3 separate regions of the Mus musculus genome follow, and regions 1 and 2 are each linked to region 3. A link is a contact called in public Hi-C and HiChIP or PLAC-seq data. All regions are on one chromosome and are shown on one strand. Each heading gives the region's core, a stretch centred on a gene start, on an enhancer-like site or on the middle of the called end of the contact. The rest is flanking DNA. Distances are from core to core; before and after follow the strand shown. Region 1 overlaps Ylpm1 (YLP motif containing 1). Region 2 has its middle 14 kb from the start of Ltbp2. Region 3 holds the start of Fcf1 (FCF1 rRNA processing protein).

Region 1 (3,052 bases), core at 149-2,648, 80 kb before region 3:
CTTCTCCTTCTTCTTTAATAATTAATTTAGAAACCCTTCTTATATATGGTTTTAATTTTTTACTACTTACTTGCTAAAAGCACCCATTCTGAGATATCATCTTCTTTGTGTATAAGAATCACTGTGGGAGAACGAGTAGCAGGCAGGATAACTAAAGTTCCATTCAGCTGGGACCCAAGCGATCCACATGTGCCTCCTTCCTATAATGTCTCCACCAGAGCCAATTCTCCTTCAGCCTCAGCCAATAATGTTCTTGGACTGTTTAATCACCTTGTAAGGTTTGAATATAAATGACTTAGCGTTTGGGTAGCTAATCCAAGAGTGAGCTGCAGCTAGTTATTATCTCCCGGTAACTTTTGAAAGTCACCAAGAGTTTGTAAACAATCTCAATCTTAATCTGTGCCTTCCGTGGTTGGATTCCTCACAGACCTATCCTAGATCCTGGGTCATTAACAGAACTCCCTCCCTCCCTGTATTTCTTTAGCAACAATCTACAATCCCCAACAATGCAATATTCCTTTTTATTTCATCAAACATTTTCTTTAAGGTATCTACATCTGAATCAGCCAATAAGAATCATCCATACAATGAATGAATGACTAATAAATACCTTTGGAAATATAAACAGCACTGGCTTAGTACTTTATGCCTTGATTATGTTGTGTTTTATACTAGTAAGTTTAGCTCGCCCTAAATTTTTTCTTCCATAGAAGAACCATTGACACTATTAAGAAAAAACAAACAATCAAAAACAAACATTTCCCATACAGGGAACTTTAATACTGAGTTATTCCCAATATTAGGGAAAAACCAAAAAACATTTTAACAAAAATAAACATGTGTACTCTGTCCAATTGGCCTGGAGGATTTATCCTGGCAGAATTTTCTCTCCCGTTTCCCCCGAGTCTTACATTCCCCCTTCATCTGTCATCCCCTCCCCTTTACCATCGCCTCCACAGCCCTCTCTCCTCCCTCCAGGGGTGGCAGGAGCGGTCTGGCAGGGGTCGGCTGGCAGGGGTGGGCTCTTGAGAGCTGCATTCTGTCCCAGACGTGAAGGGCACACAGAGGTGCACCTGATGGTTAGACCCTGCTGGCTGGGGTGCCCTGTTGGGCTCCCGTGGAGAAAATTCCCTCTTTAAGATGGCAATCTGACTTTGGAGGAGGAATCCAGCCCGGGTTGGGTGGATATTAACCAGAATTGCCAGGATCTCCAGATCCACAGCAGGAGGGAGGGGTAGATTGGGTGAGGCCGAAATGACCTGCCACGATTGAGGAAGCAATCAGGTGGCTTTTTTTGTTTTGTTTTTGCCCCTCCCCAATCTCCTAGTTTCCCATGATATAGAGCGTTTTTTGAAACGCTGAGGTCAGAGAGAGGTGTCACAGGGAATTCCCCAAAGTCCCAGCTGTGAGTCAGCCCTGCAAATTTTAGAGAAACTGCCAACAGCCCTAATGACATTACTAGTCAATGTGTAACAGGGCTTTTTCTTTTTTCTTTTGTTTTCAAGAAGAATAAAAGATAGGGGGTTATCTGTCAGGGATCAGACAGAGGGTTGGAGGCCTTCCACCCACACCAAGCGGTGGGTGGTCTTGGCCAGAGGATATCAATTGCTACTTCCCTGTGTCTGATCCTTTAGGACAGAGCAAACTGAAAGTAAGAGAGAGGAGAGAGGAGAGAGGAGAGAGAGAGAGAAGGAACAGATTAGTCCTAGACAAGGAGGTGTAAGACAGGTGGGGCAGATTGATGTCGAAACGGGGGTGGGGGGTGGTGGTGATCGATCTGCTCAAGGACTGAATCAAAGAGGTGCCTAGGGGGTGTGGGAAGAGAAGGTTAAGTAAATAAAAACACAAAAGAATTTAATTTATAGTATCATATCAATGTAAACTTTTTTTTTTCCTTTTTGTTTTTTTGAGACAGGTCTATAAGCCCTGGCTGTCCTAGAACTCATTTTGTAGACCAGGCTGGCCTTGAACTCACTCAGATCTGTCAGCCTTTGGGGGACTAAAAGTGTGTGCCATTAGCCCAGCTAATGCTTACCTTAAATTTTATAATTAAATGGATTTATTAGAGAATGTCCTTGTTCTTAGAAGATAGCCATCAACAACATATTCCGGACTGATGGGTTATGAGGTTTTTCAACACAATTCTCATATGATTGTATAGTAATGGTATGAAATAATGTTACTAAGTATTTATAAGGTGTTTATTAAAATGTGTGGAAATATTAACACCTGAATTGGTTGAGATTATTTAAAGGTATGTAAGTGCTCATGTAACTTTTCTGGAAGTTTCAGATTTTCACAGTGAAGAAGGTGTTGCTTATCTGCACTGCCCTGAGGCAGAGTATACTCACTTCTTCAATCGCAGCATCTTGTAGCAGGGAGCGGATGTCTAGACGCATCATGTGACGAGGTGCAACTTCCCAGTGTTCAGCCATCTATTGAGATGTTCAGAACAAGTTAACTCTGACAACTACTCCAATAAAGACTAAGGAGAGTGTCAAGAGAAACACAACTAATGCTATAACTTTAACAGACTAGCTTTAAGAAGAGCTAGGCATCCCTTTCCACTTATAAGACAGAAAGGAGAACATTTATTAAAGCAGGCAGAAAGATTTCTGAGCGACTTAAGACAGCATTACTAGTGCTGAAAGAATGATGTCTGGGATTCTCCAGCATACCATGTTTCTAAAAATCACCTTGTTTATTTCTTTAAGCTTTCTTCCATGAATATTTCTCTTGCCACAAGTCTGGTTATCAGCACTCATTTCAGCCAAATACACCTAAATAAAAATGTGTAACAATTAGGCCAAGAAATACAAATTCACACTAAAAGTGCTTCAAAGTTAAGACTATACCTCAAAACCCTTGGTTTTCGCTGCACTCCAAAACTGATCAAAATGTCTAACTCTGTCATTGATAGCATCCAGAATAATGAAAGGGAAAAAGCCGTCATCTAGAGTCTTTTTGAAAGTTTTGAACATGCTGGTGCGATAAGTCTCTTCCATGTCAGCTTCATATTCATATTCCATTACCTAAGACCCCACAGAGAAAA
Region 2 (3,007 bases), core at 261-2,760, 81 kb after region 3:
TAGATGCACCCTGGTCCTGGGAGGTAGAGCCAGCTCTCCTATGGTTTTATAGCACCATGTAGAGTCCAAACAGAAATGCCAGTCTGAGGCTTTGGACTCTGGGCTTCAAAGGGAGCTCTGTAAGTGCCGTGCTCCTACAGAACCACAAGCCGGCCCCGGATCTTTATCTGGGGTGGTGTCTAGCTCTTGGCTCTGTGAGGTTTTCTAAATTCAGGCGTCTCCCAGAGTTTCCCCCATGGTCTGGGTCAGTCATCATAGAGGATACCAGGCTCCAGCTTCCTTCCTACCCCGGGCCCTTTTCCATCAGTTCTAGCCAGATCCCTGGAGATCCAGACAAGCCCTGTCCCTCCTGGTGTTTACAGTCTGCAAATACTTGTGGCCATTTGTTCTGCTCTGGTGGGCCAGCCAGAGAAGGACCAATCCCTTCTGCCTGTCATTAAGCCCCACTTTTGCCTATTCAACATCTCTCTCTTCAAGGCCTGCCGGAGGTTGCAGCTGACAGCCTCCCTAAGATTGCCCAGAGCCTTTGCAACTCTTGGGTTCTTGTGACTGCAACAGGCTCCCTTGACACCTTTCTAATGCCTACCATCAGGGGGCGTCCATCTCAGCCTCCTCTGAGAAGCCCTCACTTAAGTTCCAGCTTCTTCTGAGACACAGGTTATGGGGAAAAGATGAGCCTGTTGCCCCTCTCCTTTGTTTTCTCCTGTCCAGCTAGCATGGGAAAGACCTTTCCTTTGTTGACCTTCACATCCTGGGCAATTTCCACCTGTTTCCAGCACATGACTGCTGGTGTGACACGGGCAAGACCTGCCACCCTCCCAACACTGAGCTCAGCCAGGTTGGTTGCTTTTTCATACATCTGCCTTCAGCTCACCACGAATAAGGGGCAATGTCACGAGCCTTTTTACCGTGAACACCTCTTACTGCCCTCGCTCCTGTCACACAGCTGCCAATCATCCACGAATTGAAATCTTTCTCAGTCAGTTCCAGTCAATAAGCGTCAACGCTACCCTCAGTGAACACAAAGAAAACCACGTAGAGAAGGTGCCTTGCTAAACGTGGAAGCATAAATGCTCTACTGTTCCCCTTTTCTCTGGCTCGATGGGCTTTGGGGCCTTTCTTCTTGGGTTCTACACATCGCCCATCCTGGCTGCTGCTCCACACCGTGCCTTTGAGGTTGTCCCAAGCTTCCTGACATCTGTCTGGGACTCCAGGGCTGAGTTGAGCATTGCAATCCATCTGAGGGCTGTGAAATCGCCGAAGTGAATCACGGCCGGCATTAAAATGCAAAACAGAAGAGAGGTAATGGAGACCATGAGCGTGCCTCCCAGTGAGCAGGACACCCGGGTTCAGTTCTGGTGTGTTCCCGTGTATCCAGCCGTGTCGTAAGACACGCTTCCCGCTGCAGATTGTGGTTCAAAGGTTGAAAAGACAGCTTCCAGCTGGCCTGTGCTGCTGGAGATGCTTGTGGTCACTGTCAGTTTGACAGGGCCTGGAATTCCCCAGGAGGCAAGGCTGCGGGCGGGCGCACCTCTTAGGAATTACTTAGATTGGTTTTGGTTTGGGGGAACTCCTCCGAGGGATTATCCTGAGGAGGTTATTTGAGGTGGGCTGACCTGTCTTAACGGAAGTCAGCATCATTCCTGGGCTTGGCTCCCGGACCAAATAGAAGGATGAGCACAAGCAAGTTCCTTGCCTCCTGATTTCAGATGCAAAGGGGACCAGATGCTGCAAATGCCTGCCACCTTGACTCTCCTACCTTTAAACTATGAGCCACAAGAAAGCCTCTCTCCTTTTAAGTTGCTGTTGTCTAAATATTTGGTCACAGCACAGGAAGAGTAGCTGGCACAGGTGGCAGTGAGGGTGCCGTCATCTGGGACTCCTTTGAGGAAACAGCAGAGAAGGCAGCAGAGAGCAGCCTGTCCGTTGGGAGTGGAGCATTACGGGGTGAGTGGTGGGGAGGGCTGCTGGTTCCCTGACTCCTCAACTCTTTCTTCATTGTAAGGCTCTGCTGAGGCTCCACCTTTCCACATACAGAAGAAGAATCTCTGTAAAATATTGGGACTCTATAAGTGGTAAGATTCAGGTCCCTGAAGCTTGTGGGGACATAAACAAGAATAAACTTGTGGGGTTTGTTGTTGTTTTTGTTGTTGTTATTGTTTGTTTTGGTTTTTCGACACAGGGTTTCTCTGTGTAGCCCTGGCTATCCTGGAATCCACTCTGTAGACCAGGCTGGCCTTGTACTCAGTGTGTGCCATCACTGCCCGGCTAATTTGTGTTAAGTGCTGGGGCTTGAGCCCTGACCTCAAGCAGGCTAAACAAGGGATCTGTCACTAACTACAAGGACTTGTTCTCTTGCCCACAGTCCCATAGATTCCTGTGTGTAGTCAGAATCTTCTCATGAACAGCTTTCTCCTCAGGCCTCTCAGGCCTTCCTCTGGGTTGCATTAACCTCCATTTGGCCACCTCCCCTTAGACTTGTCTCGGGGTTGTAGCTGCCACTCAAAATTCGGTATAATAGGGTAAAAATTCCATTGCATCCCAACAGTTTGGAGAACACAGTCACTCTCTCGGTTCTTAGACCTGGAGGCAGTAAAACAAGGTACCAGATCTTTACCAGATCCTTTGGCAGGTTTCAGTGTTATTTTTTATTTTTTTAAGAAACAAGATCTCACTATATAGACCAGGTTGGCCTTGAACTCACAGAGATCTGCCTGCTTCTGCCTCAGAGTACTGGAATTAAAGGTATATGCTACCATGCCCAGCAGCTAGTTCATTTTTTAACCACTAATGAACTAGGATTTCCCTTTTCTGTAACCCCCACCCTGACCCACCCCCCTCCCCCACCCACCAATTTCAGGTCATTTAAATAGGACTGGCTCTCACAACAAGCACCTCCCATTCCTCACGTACTTCCTTAATTACTTGGACCAAGATGCAAGACTTTACTTATCTCTATTGACTCTCAATTTATCTACTTCATATCTTGTTTCCAGCATCCGATTTT
Region 3 (3,318 bases), core at 327-2,826:
GCATGGTGGCCCTCCTAGCTCCAGGGAGAGAGAGGCAGACAGAGCCCTAAAAATTCGAGGTCTGGTTTACATAGCAAGTTTCAGGGTAGCCAAGGCTACTTAGTGAGACCCTGTCTCAAACAACAACAACAACAACAACAACAACAACAACAACAAACCAAACCAAATCAAACCAAAAAGGACTCAAACCACAAGTTTAGGAGGAAAGTTTCTCCACGTTATTTATAAAGGCCTGAAACATAACACACGTATAAAATAAAGACTCAACACAAGGAAGTGATCAGTGGGACATTGTTAGATAAAATAAAAACCCACATCAGAAGCTGAGAATAATAATTCTGAAGGTTCTAATGACCACTCTCTTGTTCCGAAAATCTTAAACACGAAGAAGCCCAGTCTTCATTAAATTAACTGTTTACCCAGTCCTTACCGATACAGAGAAACTGGTTGAGTGTTCTTTATTTATTTTTATTTTTTTTTTTTAAAAGATTTATTTATTTATTATATGTAAGTACACTGTAGCTGTCTTCAGACACACCAGAAGAGGGAGTCAGATCTCGTTACGGATGGTTGTGAGCCACCATGTGGTTGCTGGGATTTGAACTCTGGACCTTCGGAAGAGCAGTCAGGTGCTCTTACCCACTGAGCCATCTCACCAGCCCCTTGAGTGTTCTTTATAATGGGAATATCATACTAGCATGTTCGAAGGTTCTGAATTCTTTTTTTGTTTGTTTGTTTGTTTTTTTTTCGAAACAGGGTTTCTCTGTATAGTCCTGGCTGTCCTGGAACTCACTCTGTAGACCAGGCTTCGAACTCAAAAATCCGCCTGCCTCTGCCTCCCGAGTGCTGGGATTAAAGGCGTGTGCCACCACCGCCCGGCAAGGTTCTGAATTCTTACAACTTATAAAATGGGACTATCTTGGACTTTTCCCATCGTCCTTTTTAAACTTGGGTGGCAGGACCTGAAGACAGCCATGGTATGACCTCCTCACCGGCTTTCCCACAACGATACCATGCCCTGCCCCACCGAATGTGTGACTATAATTCCATGCAACACAGACCTAAGACATTATAAGCAAAACAAAAAAACATCAAATGTTTCTACTTAGCCCATCGTGACTTCTGCAGTTTAAGAAACCAGTACATCAGATGTTTCTACTTAGCCCATCGTGACTTCTGTAGTTCTGATCAGTTTAAGAAACCAGTTGGTTCTGACCACTCACAGTCGCTCGTCTCTCAGACTGAGCATTCGCTTCATAGTCGCATATTTCCTTGTTTTCTTTTGCTTCCCCTTGAAACAGAAGTTTTCGAGTTAAAAAGAGCTGAAAACATCTTTTAAAGTTCTCTTCTATTTTTCTTGCCCCTCCCCAAACAGCACTCAGTCCCCCTCCCTACTCCCTTCGAACTAAGGCCAGAATGGAATTAAACAAACAAACAAACAAACAAACAAACAAGGAAGCACCGAGTCTATATCTGGCCAAAGGCTGAGCTCCCGTTTGCTCCCCAAAACTCTCTGACAAAGTTCTCCCACTCCGCTCACCATGTTCACGCCGCACTCCTGTTTCTTCCGGAATCGCTCGCAGCGCGACACTTTACGTCATCCTCACGCTCTTTCCGGCAAAGGCCAACCCGGAGGCGGAAGCTACTTTGGGAAACGTAAAAGCTCCGAGCCGGCTCCTAACGCTGGCGGAGATCGACACTGGAGATTTTTTTGGGGGGCGGGTGGAGGGTAGGATTTGTGCTGGATGAGGCCGCTGCTTCCTCGGACCCCAGAACTAGGACTTGGCCACGTTGCAGCCCCCGTTCGGGTAACGTTTTTCTTCACGCCGCAGCCGGAGGCAGAGCCCAGCCGACCGTAGGCACCAGAATTGCTGAAGGCGAGCGAGAGAAGAGGGGACGAGGGCAGAGGGGTCGGGAATCCTGGGCGTCCCATAGTTTGACAGTACATTCTGGTTTTCCTCTGGCACATCATTTCAGCCTTGGCTCTGTAGTTCAGCCTTGAGGCTCTGGTTATTGATTGGTTTTCCTCGCCGGCTTGGAACTTGTGAGGCTGGGCGTAAGATTCTTCGGAAAGAGAGGAATGTAATAGCGATGGAGGACATCCCCCCCCAATGTTCTCCCTCCGTCTCTGTCTGTCTGCATCTCTCTCTCTCTCTCTCTCTCTCTTCCCGTGTGTGTGTACGAGCACGAGCGTGCAGGTGCATCAGAGCAGAAATTCAGAGCAGAAGCCAGAGGAAGCTGCTTGTCTTTATCTTCCACTTTTTAGAAAACAGTCTGTCTTACCCAACCTGGAAACACCTCCACCTCCGGTTTTTGCTAGATTGACTGACCAAAAAGCCCCAGAGATACTCCCATCCCTGCCCTCCGGTGCTGGAGTGGACAAGCCCACTACTCCCCGGCTTGTTTTCTAACCAGATCCTGGGCAAACCAAACTCAGGGCTTCTTGCTTGGTCAGCAGGTATTTTACTCATTGAGCCAATTATCCCAGTCGCAGTGGCCTTTTTTAGACGATCACAAGAAAAACAGGTGCAGAAGCTTATATGTGCAACTACTTAGCAAGCCTGGAATGTGATGGGGAACAGTGCTCTTCGTTGTGAAGCCTGGTGTGCAGTCCTTAATGGGAGAGGGAGAATATGTGGGAATGAGAAAGCGAAACTGGGCAGTGTTTGGTTTTGTTTTCCGTTTGCTTGTTTGTCTTTGCTTTTAGGATGTATTCTAGTTGTTCTTAGCCATCCGGAGAGAGGTTTCTTTTACCCCTTGAGAGTCTGTGGAAGGCCAGGGACAGCTTTCCTGGAAGTGGATGTGCAGTTTATGAGACTTGTAGGCTATGTGAACTTCATCTTAGTTGACTCTTTTGATACCTTTGTTTTACCGATGTTGAAGCTGTGCCCTAGACGCTCAGAGGTCAGTTTGGTTCGCTTGTGATTTTCTTACTGCATGACACTGACCTAGTGTTACTGGGTTCAGAGGTGTTCGAGGTGTAACAGTGCGAGGCAGTGCATTGGTTATGGGACTCGGGCGTTTGACTGGCTGCAGTTCACTCCCTCTCTTGAGTTGCTTTATTTGCATTGCTTTGGGCCATCAGTTGGTGCCTCTGTTTCTTTGTGTATAAAGCTAAGCTCATCATCACAGCACCTATATTACCCAGACACCACTAGGACCGACCTGTGTTTTCATAGTCATAAGCATCGTCCCTAGAGATGCTTGCCATTAAAGTCTTTTCAGTCATTTCCTGTCAAGTTTTTCCAGCCCGAAAGGTTACACCACTTGAGTGTTCATGTGTTTTTTTACTATTTTGAAACTTGACCGTGTTGGCGA

Evidence for each region. Hi-C and Micro-C count contacts between places; a contact is called where the count stands out from the background. HiChIP or PLAC-seq counts read pairs in DNA pulled down with a chosen protein or histone mark.
Region 1: an H3K27ac HiChIP or PLAC-seq map of extraembryonic endoderm stem cells shows a contact between it and region 3. The contact joins the enhancer-like site here to the promoter of Fcf1 in region 3. A contact is called at or near these places in 15 of 39 promoter capture datasets (the 3T3-L1 cell line, 3T3-L1-derived adipocytes, the SN4741 cell line and 9 more), 7 of 484 Hi-C or Micro-C datasets (Sertoli cells, bone marrow-derived macrophages, liver and 2 more), 7 of 115 datasets of contacts at active chromatin or transcription factors (the SCID.adh cell line, bone marrow-derived macrophages, embryonic stem cells and 2 more) and 3 of 9 other capture datasets (adipose tissue, liver and pancreatic islet).
Region 2: a Hi-C map of olfactory sensory neurons shows a contact between it and region 3, with 2.0 times the contacts expected there. The contact joins the enhancer-like site here to the promoter of Fcf1 in region 3. A contact is called at or near these places in 17 of 39 promoter capture datasets (the 3T3-L1 cell line, 3T3-L1-derived adipocytes, the HPC-7 cell line and 12 more), 6 of 484 Hi-C or Micro-C datasets (the F1.1 cell line, embryonic fibroblasts, forebrain and 1 more), 9 of 115 datasets of contacts at active chromatin or transcription factors (the 230-238 cell line, the NIH/3T3 cell line, the SCID.adh cell line and 4 more) and 1 of 9 other capture datasets (adipose tissue).

The regions. Positions count from the first base shown.
Region 1 is chr12:85,049,672-85,052,723 of GRCm38.p6, reverse strand. Ylpm1 (YLP motif containing 1) reads right to left here. Exons shown (of 21, transcript NM_178363.4): 14 at 2,856-3,032; 15 at 2,697-2,780; 16 at 2,352-2,435. Among named protein-coding and RNA genes, the nearest start is that of Prox2, 46 kb to the left of the region's middle. Within about 2 kb of position 1,398, at least 76 of the 459 cell types and tissues checked have an H3K27ac peak or open chromatin away from gene starts, as enhancers often do. A contact at or near this core is called in the SN4741 cell line, extraembryonic endoderm stem cells, pancreatic cancer cells and 1 more, where this site is marked.
Region 2 is chr12:84,888,899-84,891,905 of GRCm38.p6, reverse strand. No RefSeq gene overlaps it. Among named protein-coding and RNA genes, the nearest start is that of Ltbp2, 14 kb to the right of the region's middle. Within about 2 kb of position 1,510, at least 16 of the 459 cell types and tissues checked have an H3K27ac peak or open chromatin away from gene starts, as enhancers often do. A contact at or near this core is called in olfactory sensory neurons, where this site is marked.
Region 3 is chr12:84,969,188-84,972,505 of GRCm38.p6, reverse strand. Fcf1 (FCF1 rRNA processing protein) reads right to left here and starts at 1,576. Exons shown (of 8, transcript NM_028632.2): 1 at 1,541-1,576; 2 at 1,224-1,291. The coding sequence starts at 1,543. Arel1 (apoptosis resistant E3 ubiquitin protein ligase 1) reads left to right here and starts at 1,657. Exons shown (of 20, transcript NM_178065.5): 1 at 1,657-1,877.